Regions from separate parts of the Mus musculus genome. Here region 2 is linked to region 1. The links are chromatin contacts, called in public Hi-C maps. All regions are on one chromosome and are shown on one strand. Each heading gives the region's core, a stretch centred on a gene start, on an enhancer-like site or on the middle of the called end of the contact. The rest is flanking DNA. Distances are from core to core; before and after follow the strand shown. Region 1 overlaps Slc22a2 (solute carrier family 22 (organic cation transporter), member 2). Region 2 overlaps Airn (antisense Igf2r RNA).

Evidence for each region. A called contact is a pair of places that touch in the nucleus more often than the background predicts.
Region 2: a Hi-C map of regulatory T cells shows a contact between it and region 1, with 5 times the contacts expected there. The contact joins two enhancer-like sites. A contact is called at or near these places in 8 of 484 Hi-C or Micro-C datasets (CD4 T cells, the G1E-ER4 cell line, differentiating embryonic stem cells and 4 more) and 1 of 115 datasets of contacts at active chromatin or transcription factors (regulatory T cells).

The regions. Positions count from the first base shown.
Region 1 is chr17:12,603,283-12,608,909 of GRCm38.p6, forward strand. Slc22a2 (solute carrier family 22 (organic cation transporter), member 2) reads left to right here. Exons shown (of 11, transcript NM_013667.3): 4 at 2,644-2,812; 5 at 5,023-5,137. Among named protein-coding and RNA genes, the nearest start is that of Slc22a2, 22 kb to the left of the region's middle. Within about 2 kb of position 3,084, at least 16 of the 459 cell types and tissues checked have an H3K27ac peak or open chromatin away from gene starts, as enhancers often do. A contact at or near this core is called in regulatory T cells, where this site is marked.
Region 2 is chr17:12,807,046-12,813,458 of GRCm38.p6, forward strand. All of the region lies in intron 1 of Airn (antisense Igf2r RNA), which reads left to right. Among named protein-coding and RNA genes, the nearest start is that of Igf2r, 41 kb to the left of the region's middle. Within about 2 kb of position 3,581, at least 125 of the 459 cell types and tissues checked have an H3K27ac peak or open chromatin away from gene starts, as enhancers often do. A contact at or near this core is called in regulatory T cells, where this site is marked.

The DNA of each region.
Region 1 (5,627 bases), core at 1,834-4,333:
AATGTGTGAATTTGGTTTTGTCGTGGAATACTTTGGTTTCTCAATCTATGGTAATTGAGAGTTTGGCCGGGTATAGTAGCCTGGGCTGGCATTTGTGTTCTCTTAGTATAACATCTGTCCAGGCTCTTCTGGCTTTCATAGTCTCTGGTGAAAAGTCTGGTGTAATTCTGATAGGCCTGCCTTTATATGTTACTTGATCTTTCTCCCTTACTGCTTTTAATATTCTATCTTTATTTAGTGCATTTGTTGTTCTGATTATTATGTGTTGGGAGGAATTTCTTTTCTGGTCCAGTCTATTTGGAGTTCTGTAGTCTTCTTGTAGACATCTCTTTCTTTAGGTTTGGGAAGTTTTCTTCTATAATTTTGTTGAAGATATTTGCTGGCCCTTTAAGTTGAAAATCTTCATTCTCATCAACTCCTATCATTCATAGGTTTGGTCTTCTCATTGTGTCCTGGATTTCCTGGATGTTTTGAGTTAGGATATTTTTGCATTTTGCATTTTCTTTGATTGTTGTGCCCATGTTCTCTATGGAATCTTCTGCACCTGAGATTCCCTCTTTCATCTCTTGTATTCTGTTGCTGATACTCGCATCTATGGTTCCAGATTTCTTTCCTAGGTTTTCTATCTCCAACATTGCCTCACTTTGGGTTTTCTTTATTGTGTCTACTGCCCTTTTTAGGTCTAGTATGGTTTTGTACATTTCCATCACCTGTTTGGTTGTGTTTTCCTGTTTTTCTTTAAGGAATTCTACCTGTTTGGTTGTTTTTTCCTGTTTTTCTTTAAGGAATTCTACCTGTTTGGTTGTGTTTTCCTGTTTTTCTTTAAGGACTTGTAACTCTTTAGCAGTGTTCTCCTGTATTTCTTTAAGTGAGTTATTAAAGTCCTTCTTTGATGTCCTCTACCATCATTATGAGATATGCTTTTAAATCTGGGTCTAGCTTTTCGGTGTGTTGGGGTGCCCAGGACTGGCTGAGGTGGGAGTGCTGGGTTCTGATGATGGTCTTGGTTTCTGTTAGTAAGATTCTTAGGTTTGCCTTTCACCATCTAGTAATCTCTGGAGTTAGTTGTTATAGTTGTCTCTGGTTAGAGCTTGTTCCTCTCGTGATTCTGTTAACCTCTATCAGCAGACCTGGGAGACTACCTCTCTCCTGAGTTTCAGTGGTCAGAGTACTCTATGCAGGCAAGCTCTCTTCTTGCAGGGAAGGTGCACAGATATCTGGTGTTTGGACCTGCCTCCTGGTAGAAGATGAAGGCCCAAAACAGGTCCTGTCCCAGAAGCTGTTAGCTTCTGTAGTCCACACTCTCACCTGCTCAGACTAGTCTCAGAGGGATCCAGGGACTAAGATGGCTCCCCCAGGTGTTCCGGCAAAGCCCTCCCAGGCAGGGTGTATACCTCTCCTCTGGCAGGGAAGGTACCCGGATGTCTGGAGCCTGAAACGGGGTCTGCCTCAGAAGCTGTGTCACTTCTGCCTGTCCCAGAATCTGTTAGCTTCTGTAGTCCACACTCTCACCTGCACAGAATCTTGAAATTTTTTTAATGAATACTTTGTAAGCTAGTAGTAGCTGATTCCTGCCCCTGCCCACCACAGGGTTTCTAAGTCCATTACAAAAAATAAACAGAATCACTAAGTACTTATTTGTGTAAGAGAGCAACTTGTCTGGAAAGTTCCATTGATATATGAAACATATGTGTGTGACCCAAACTCAGTTCTTAATTAATTTGTTCATGCTTTGCATTATTACTGCCTGGTTTTTGTGTGAATTTTGTGTAAAATGCAATTACATTCATCCCTGAAATTTTAAAAATATTGTTTTATTTTATGTTATTTTATTTTATTTTTGTGTGTATGTGTGTATATGCCACACATGAGCAGGTACCTATGGAGAGTAGAAGACGGTGTCAGATCCCCTGAGACTGGAGTTAGAGGTGGCTGTGAGTGACCTGACAGAGGTGCTGGAAACTGAACTAGCTCCTCTGCAAAAACAGCAAGTGCTCTTAACCACTGAGCCATTTTTCAGCCCCTGAAATTCTTTTGTTATTATTGTTGCTATTTTTATTTTGTTTTTTGACACAAAAGTATGTATGTAATTTAGAATGGCCTTGGACTTATAAGAATCCTCCTGCTTCTGCCTCTCCCTCTGCCTTTGCCTCTCAAGTACTGGGATTATAGGCATGAGGTACTATACCTATCTTTGTGCTGAAATTATTCTAAAAGTCAAAAAGATTTGCTCATTTTGTTAATAAGGTTCAGTTAATGCAAGTTTATAATTAATACAGCAGTAATAACTGCAACGAAATGCCCACTACTACTACTACACACACACACAAAACACACACATACACACACAACTCACACACATATACACACAACACACACACATAACACATGCATACCATATACAACAAACACATACACTCACAACACACATATATACACACACCACACACACACCACACATACAACACATACATACCACACAAATACCATACAACACACACACACACGCACGCACGCACGCACACATTTTAAATTGTTTGGAGAGCTGTATAGAAAATTAAGCCTGTATTTTTAAGCTGGTTGGCATAAGGTTGGGAGTCAGTTTTGGCTCATCCTGCTGACCACATGAATTCTTTTCTCTAGTTACAGAATTTGTTGGGCTGGGCTATCGCAGAACAGTAGGGATTTGTTACCAAATCGCCTTTACTGTTGGGCTCCTGATCCTGGCTGGAGTGGCCTATGCCCTTCCCAACTGGAGGTGGCTGCAATTTGCCGTGACTCTGCCCAACTTCTGCTTCCTGCTCTATTTCTGGTAAGTCTTTTGAGAACAAAAAGAAGACAAATCAGAATAATCTATGTCATCCAAGTCTTCCTTCCCCATGAACACCCTGCTTGTAAATGGCAAGGTTTTGTTCTCCAGGCCTGTGTCACAGGAAGACATAAAAACTACACAGTCCCCTGCTGGAAATCCAATGTTCTTTAGGTTGGGCCTAAGACTTTTGTGACCTGTTTCTTTTAGTTCCTGTTATTTATTTGATGGTTTGCTCCCAGCAGCTGGTGTCCAATTTGGATGGCACGCCCTTCTTAAAAGTCAACAGTGTTTTCCCTTGTTACCCAGTTACTCCTTTATAAAAACTCTAAGATGGTCAGGCAGTGTGGTAAATGATTCTCTCAGGGGCTGGAGAGACCTCTCTCTCTCTCTCTCTCTCTCTCTCTCTCTCTCTCTCTCTCTCTAACACACACACACACACACACACATACACACACGCACACACATACACACACACACACACACATACACGTCTAAAACAAAAGGACAGAAATGAATCACCAATCTTAGAGCAGAAAAGCTGAAACAAAAGGAGCAAACTGGTACCACTATAGGAAAAAAGGGGGCTTCAGGAACAGATGTAGGGGTGGGGGCCACAGGCAGTTCTGATTAAATCTTCATCTCTCCAGAAACTTCTATTAATTCCTTCCCAGTCCTGGTGGGGTCTCCCCAACATCAGTAAACCTGTGGCTGCATCTCTGTAGATCACATAATACCAGGCTCTGTGGTAACTTCCTGTCCAAGGCACTCCCACAGTAAGGCCCGAGTGATTATCCAAACTTCACATAAACACAGATAACCCTTATGTGTGCATCTAGCAGAGCTGTTGAGTGAGCCCACAGTGACACATCTCAGCTTGGGTTGAGCCAGTTTCTTCCCCTGGTGTTCCCAGGAAAGCCTAGACCATCTGTCCTCCACCTGTAAGCTGTCCAGATTCCTACCTTCTCCCAAGCCCCAGTCTTTGTCCCCCTTCCCAAGATCAAGCAACAGTGAATAGGCTGTTAGAACTTTATCATGGGCAGCTAGAAAAAAAAATGACCCTACAGCATCCCAGTGGTGTGGCTGAGCAGGCTACACTCTGGCTCTTGACCCCTCTTAACCAAGCAGTTGTCACCATGGTCCTCTTCCACATGGCCCTCCTACAAAAAGATCCAGCCCAGGTCCCTCTAGGCTCTACTTTTCCCAGAGCAGTGAGCCACCAAGACTTCCAGCTCTTATGCCTTTAACCCAGTAAGCCTAGCCCTTCTAGCTTCCAAAATAGCTGGCTGCCCCTCCTACCCCACCCCCTGCCTACATTCACCCTGACCTTGACTGTTCTGTGGGCTTCAAGACATAGGCCCTTGGGGACTTGCAGTGGCTGCTTGAGCCTGCTAGGTCAGGACCCAGAGTGCTTGCTTAGAACAACACCCTAGGACTTGCAGGGCCCTTTTAAGCCTGCTAGGTCAAGCTCAAAACTTTCAGTCCAGTTTCTGCATTCTGCCCACTACCTGATCTCAGAAGCTCACCTCACTTTTTCAGAATGAAATATATACATATATAAAATTCATCTGGCATAATATAACATGTAACATATTACCTATAATATATGGCCATATAACCATATATCAACTGTGTATCATATAGTATTTAATGCTTGATCTATATTATATACATCATATATATCCTTGCTTCGTTCAAAGATGATTTGCAACTCCCTCTCTATTCCTTGACCTAAGTCCTCAGGCCCACACCTCCCCACACCTCCTCACCCCCATACCCTTCCCCACTCCTCCTTCACTCCTCCCTACCCCTCTTTATCCCTACCCCTACTCACCCCTTCCCACTGCTCCCCACTCCTCCTTCACCCCTTCTCCCCCCTCCCCACCCCTTCCCACCTCTCCCTGCCCCTCCTCGCCCCTCCTCATCCGGCCTTGCGGTAACACAAGCTGCGTGTTCAGCTGCTCCCTGCTTAGTAGCTCATGTGCTGCTGTTCAGGCGTCTCTGAGGAAGAGGCCTGAAGGCTTCCCAGACATGGACTGACAGACAAATCAGCATTTAAGAGAAGACAGAGCCCCACATGCCCTGCCCAGTATTCTTGGCCTACTCAGAAGATCCAACTGAACCTCCCAATGCAAAGTGCTCCCAGAAACTCAACTGTGTGGCTTGGCAGTGGACAGGCAGCAAGGTACCCCTTCCCTGGTCTTATACCCTAGGTGCATACCGGAGTCTCCAAGATGGTTGATCTCCCAGAACAAAAATGCAAAAGCCATGAAAATCATTAAGCATATTGCTAAGAAAAATGGAAAATCGGTGCCAGTCTCTCTTCAGGTGAGTTGAGGCTTAGGTGTCAAGTGCTGGGTACTGAGAAGGGAGGGTGCAGAAAACATGCCACGTGTACTAGTGATCCCAGCAGAGAGGCATGGGGCCCACCTCCTTGCATTTTGGCCGCACTGTAGGAAAATACATTAGAAAATTTCATACACAAGACTCATGTTCCCTGAGAGAATGAACAGATGGCAAACATCAGACTCAAAAATAAAGCAGATTTTTAAAAACAAGTCAGAGAAGGAGCTGTTTCTATCTCGTGCAGCTCAAGGTTTTACTGGCCACTCTGGTTCAGCCAGTGCTGTTCTGTTTCCTGTGTCCAGCTTCTCCAGGACAGGGTCTAGATCCATGAAGCAGAGTTCTGAACTCAAATAATAGCATAGGTTATTTTGCATGTAGCCATTTGGTCTGTTTCAGATTTTGCCATTAGTAGACCTCAGTGCTCTGAACTCAACCCTGTTCATCTGATGGACCTAGAGAGGAGAAATGGGTT
Region 2 (6,413 bases), core at 2,331-4,830, 200 kb after region 1:
GTTGTTTGGTTTTTGTTTGTTTGTTTGTTTTGAGACAGGGTTTCTCTGTGTAGCCCTGGCTATCCTGGAACTCACTTTGTAGACCAGGCTGGCCTCGAACTCAGAAATCCACCTTCCTCTGCCTCCCGAGTGCTAAGATCAAAGGCGTGCGCCACTACGCCCAGCTTTAAGGATTTTTATTTGTTTGTTTGTTTTGTTTTCTCTGTTTTTCTCTTGTTTGTTTTTGAGACAGGATTTTTCTGTAGGTTTCTCTGTTTTGGAACTCAATTTGTACACCAGGCCTAGCCTCAAACTCACAGAGGTCTACCTGCCCCTGCCTCCCAAATGCTGGGATTAAAGTCATGCGATACCACACATGGCCTATTTTTGTTGTTGTTGTTTTAAAGATCTATTGTATTTATTTTATGTATGTGAGTATACTGTAGCTGTACAGATGGTTGTGAGTCTTCATGTGGTTGTTGGGAATTGAATTTTTAGGACCTCTGCTTGCTCTAGTCAACTCTGCTCACTCAGTCCCTGCTTGCTCAGGCCCAAAGATTTATTTATTATCATACATAAGTACACTGTAGCTCTCTTCAGACAGCACCAGAAGAGGGCATCAGATCTCATTACGGATGATTGTGAGCCATCATGTGGTTGCTGGGAATTGAACTCACGACCTTCGGAAGAGCAGTCAGTGCTCTTAGCTGCTGAGCCATCTCTCCAGCCCTGTGTTGTTTTTGTTTGTTTGTTTGTTGTTTTTTAGAATCTGTATGAGTATTTGTCTATATGTATGTTTGTGTGCCACACTGATGCTTGGTGTTCACAGAGAGCCTGAGGGCATTGGTCAGGCTCTGGAGTTACAAATAGTTGTGGGCTGCCATGTGGGAACCAACCTAAGTCCTATGCAAGAGCGGTCCAGTGCTCTTAAGTGCTGAACCGTCTCTCCAGCCCCAATATTTGTTGCTTGTTTCTTTGTTTTTGAGACGCCTCCCTACATACCTCCATACTCTCCTGGAACTCACTAAGTAGACTAAGCTGGCCTCAAACTCAGATATCTGCCTGTTCCTGCCTCTCAAGTGCTACAATTAAAGGTACTTTGTTTTGTTTTGAGACAAAGTATCACACCATAGCCCAGGCTGGCCTAAAAATTACTTTGTAGCCCAGGCTAGCTTCATAAGCTTTGCCAATCTTCCTGTCTCTGCCTCCCAAGTGTTACGTTTATAGGTATGAGCCCCCACACCCTCCTATGCTGGAGATGGGCAATTTGACTCACATTGGGCTTTCCCTTGCCTTCCTGGCTGCCTTAAAGATGCAGCATCCCCTAGGGCTATTTGAAACAGTTTGTGCTGGATTTTAGCTATCACAAACCTTGCTCAACTCTTATCACAAAGATCAGAAGGGAAGCCCTCCCCAACCCCCCCCTCCCCCCGCGGATGAGTTGAGGAATTACTGTAATTGGTGCCAAAGGGACAAAGCTGGAATTGACCCTTCATTTAGTACAAATGTGATGTGACTGGTACACACACACACACACACACACACCCCTCCAGCTACATAAGGCTCTTGGTAAGCTGTCTAGGATAAACCCTCAATGCACCACCAACACCCTCCCATTCCCAATAGTAGGGCCTACCTAAAGCCTTCTCGTGAGCATGTACTTTCTCTCTCTCTCTCTCTGTCTCTCTGTCTCCCTCCCTCCCTCTCTCTCTCTCTCTTTCTCTCTCTCTCTCTCTCTCTCTCTCTCTCTCTCTCTCTCTCTCTGTTCCTCTCTGTCTCTCTGTCTCTCTATTTCTCTCTCTCTCTCAAGTCAAGGCTAGCCTCAAATTCCTGATCGTCTTACCTCGACCTTCCAAGTGACTTGGGTAGTCTCTGCTTGTCTATGTTCGCAGTGTAGGCTAAGGAAACAGAGCAGAAACATGAATCCATGAGGTGCCACTGGCAACTGGCACTGGCTGCTACTGTAGAGGGAACGCAGCCACCATCATGAAGAAGCCTGGCCTGGGGAGGCCTGGGGGAGATGGTCACAGTCAGGATCATAGGCTCAGCAGCCCATGTGAAGTCCAGAGGCAGCAGGCAGGATTGTCCTCCCAAACATCTCATAGCATCCCACAATAGCAAGACTTAAAATTCATAGAGCAGAAATGCTCAGCACCTTCCCCGTGCTGGGATTCCAGGTTTGCCGCCACTGTTCCACCCTCTGACTCATGAGTCTAGCTACTAGGGGAATTCAGGTAAATAGAATCATATGATGTTTGTCCTTTTACAATCCCCTCATTCCATCCAGGATTGCTTCAGAGGTCATTGCTGGCCAAGCATGGATCAGGACTCTTGTCTCCTCAAAGGCTGACTCTGTATGTATATTAGAAGTTGCGGCTTGCATTCCCTGATACACATATGGACCATGTCTTGCTCATCTGTCCCTCTCTGACAGGCACCTGTTCTAGAAATGAGGATGCTAGCTCACAACGTGGACACATGAGGGTCTCTTTGAGTCTGTTGGTCTGTTAGGGAATGGGACTAGAAAAATGACTGGATCCCATGGTACCCTAGATTTAACTTTTGGGGGACCTTCCAGGATGCTTTTCACGGTGACTCTATTCGTTCCTATTGCTATTGCTAGCTGAGCCCTTGTTGTACCTGGACAAGCAAGGGTGACAGGGAGTTCATCTGGAATGTAAGGCCCTCGGCTCATTGCATTGATAACTGTTAGTGTTGAGACTTTTCCTAATTTAGGGTCCTCCTCTTTCCCTTTACGGTTGTTTTGTAATGAGCCCTGTGTGATGGTCCTCCACATCTCCCCTGTTGTTTATGCCTGTCTGCCAGGCCAAATATGGTTTTAGCCATTTAGAGCCGGCCTACTTTACAAAGCTCACAAACTATGCCAAACATCTCCTAACCCTATGTATATAAGACAAACGCTGTTCTGTAAAAGCTGTATAGTCTGGCTTCTCCAGAGAAATAAATCCAAAAGAATATATAAACATGTGTACATATTATAGACATACAGACATATGTGTGTACTAATATAGTGTATATACACTAATAAAGCACATAGTATGTGTATATAATAGATACAATCATATATACATGCATGCATATTAACTGCATGGCATAGTTATGGAGGCTGAGAATTCCCAAGATGTGCACTTGGCGCACAGGACGCTGGAGACCGGCAGAGCCCTGCAGCAGAAGGCCACTGTCCCAGCTCAAAGAGTCAGGCAGTCCCCAAGTTCTCTCTTTAAGTCTTTCTTATTGGGGCCTGCAGCAGACTGAATGGGGCCTGACTACTTCAGAGATAACATATTGCCCAGCTCAGCCTGCAGACTCGTGATTTCACCCAGCAATCTCCTCAAACGGTACAGATTAATTTTTAGCTAAATGCTTGAGCTGCCTAAGTCAGTCCAGTGGATTTGTCAAGTCAGTCTCCACAGGTTCCCACGTGCCCTGATCCTTTGAAATGCTCTAGTCTAGAGCCTTCCCACGACAAACTTAGTCTCCTATTCTCCTTCTGTGGAGGAGTTGGCTTGTCCTCTCCGGGTAGCCTTCCTGATTACAGTCTCTGGACGTCCTTTGTTAGGAGCAGATCTTTAGCCAGCCCTGCCACAGCACCGCCTTGAAACGTATGCAGCAATAGTGCCCCCTTGTGGTATAACCTCTCCCTGCATCAGCCACGAAAATTTTTTTAATTGGTTATTTACATTTCAAATGTTCTTCCTCTTCCCAGTTTCCCCTCCACAAGCCCCCATTCCATCCCCCTTTCCAACTCAACCACCCAATTCTGCCTCACCGCCCTAGCATCCCCCTACACTGGGTCACCAAACCTCCATAGGACCAAGGGCCTCCCCTCCCATTGATGCCTCTACTACATATGAAGCTGGAGTGTACTCTTTGGTTGGTGGTTTAGTCCCTGAGAGATCTTGGGGGGTGGGGGTGGGGGGCGGGGTCTGGTTTGTTGATATTGTTGTTCTTTCTATGAGGTTGCAATCTCCTTAAGCTCCTTAAAGTCACTTCCCCTAACTCATCCATTGCCCCCACAACCCATGCTCAGTCTTATGGCTGGCTTCGAGCATCCCCATCTGTATTGGTCAGGCACTGGCAAAGCCTCTCAGGGGACAGCTATACCAGGCTCCTGTCACCAAGCACTTCTTCAGCCACCAAATCTTGAACCACCACCCAGGATAGTCCAAAACCAGAAGACTGCTTTTCACCCTTCTTGTTCCAGCCATGTGCTTGGGAAAATGCCTCATATCACCTTGACTTCTGCACCAAGTCCATTCCCAAGCCCCTTGGATTTCTATCCATGTCCAGGGTATTGTGGGTCAACTATGGGTGAAAGGGGGAAGAGTGGAGGTAAAAACAATGTCTGCATTCTTCTGAATGCAAAATTCACTGCACTCCCATTGACAATAACCACATCTTTAAAAAGATTTGGGCTAGGGAGCTAGAAAGGCGACTCAGCAGTTAAGAGCTTGTACTGCTGTCAGAGGGCCACGCTCTGGTCTCGGCATTGAAGCAGGGCAGATCAGAACCACCTATAATTCCAGTTCCAGGTGATCTGACACCCATACCTCAAGCACCCATACACACACAAACACATACACGTGCCCACACATGCACAAACACATACACATGCCCACACATGCACAAACACATAGGATTTTTAAACTCGAAAATAAATATGTTCAAGTTGTGTTTTGTTTTGTTGGGCCTCAGGGCCCTGGCTTGTTGGTGTGCTTAGCACAAAGCATATAAGCCTGCTATAAAAATTAGACTCTTAGCCAATATTGCAGTATTCGTGTTTAGCACAGTGCATGGCATATAGAACATGCTTGATGAAGGTTTGAGCTAATTTAAATAGGTATGGTAAATAATATTAGACTGACTACATCATGTGGAGGATATATTTTTTTCTCCAGCAGGCCCCGTGATTGCAATTACGTGTTATGGAAAACCCTCGATTATATTTATTATTGTTTCCTTTTAAGCAAGACTATAATGCTCTGGTTTCAGCAATGCTTTCAAAGAGAGAGAGAGAGAGAGGCAAAATTGCTTCCCAACTAAATGATTAAGATCTCTAAATTTAAACAGTGACATTCCCCCTCCAGTCACTATTTGGTAAGAAGCCGAATTTGCCTGTTGCCAAAACACAATGTAAATTAATAAAAAGTTTAAAAAAATGTACTTTAAAAATATTTTAAACAATTCTTTTTGATTCCGGAAAAAGAAAAAATGCAACTGCCTTTGTAATCTTTCATTTGTCTTATTATTTTGTAATTAATATGTATATTTGGAAATGCTTTTCCTTCAGAAAAAGATGTTAGAGAGAGGGTTAATGCTCTTCATAAGATGACAGGCAGAACCTGTCAAAGGCTATTTACAGCTTGCACCAGAGAGCTGAAGAATAATTTATTGGCTTATTAAGTTCTGCCTATTCCCCAAAGCCAACAAAACTCCAAACCCTCAAATTCTGAAATGCCAGAGCCCTCTGATTAAATGTCTTGATAGCCGCCGTCTGTCTGAGGCTATCATCTGTGGAGTGTGTTTGCTTTTGCCAAATGCAATCTGCCCCCATACTCTGGGTGGTTGGGATTTACTTGTGGTTCAAAGATATCTAGCATCAAAGGGCCTCCTGGAAGGATGCACCCAAGCAAGCTAGGGCCAACCAGAGATGGACAAAGACTTCTGAGCTGTAGCTCATTCCCAGATGCTATGCACACCACCGGAGTTTGCAAGAAACCTCTCTCTACCCAAGACTTCTACAGAGCCTGGAGATTCATGGGCTCCCCCAAGGATCTGTGAACAGAATTGTATTGCTGTATAATTAGTCTCTGTAATTCCAGGAGTAGGGTTTTTTTTATGGATTTCTAAGGAGTCCACAACCTTCATTATATGAACAAAGGAGTCCTGACAATTTATGATATTCAGTATTTAGAATTCAACCCCAAATTATCAACCATACCAAAAGGAGGGGGGCTACAAACTGTAAATTTTATTTTTATTTGCCTGATGTAATTGTCATCTAGGAGGCTCAGTCTGCTAACCGAGGCCTAGCCCTGAAGCTTCTCCCCTCTATACAGTCTTATCTAACCTCGAATGTTTTTAGCCTGAGACTTACTGCTGAATTTGCTTACCCTTTCTAGTGCTTTTGAACTCTGGCTGGCTGGTCAACTCCACAGTTCTGGTTCAAAACTCCTCTTCATGCTGACTGGTTCAAACTGGCTTCTTTCAGCTTCTGACTGAATTGCTCTGCTTGGCCTCATACTACTTTTGGCAATCTGTTCTAATCTTCTGGCTCCTTCTCATTCTCTGGCTCATTCTGTATTCACTTATGTCTAGCTTAGTTTCTCTCTGCAGCCTGTCTCTGTACAGCTGTCCCAGTAACACTGTCTTCTCTCTCTGTGCTGCTCTCTCTTAAGTCATGTCACTTTCCT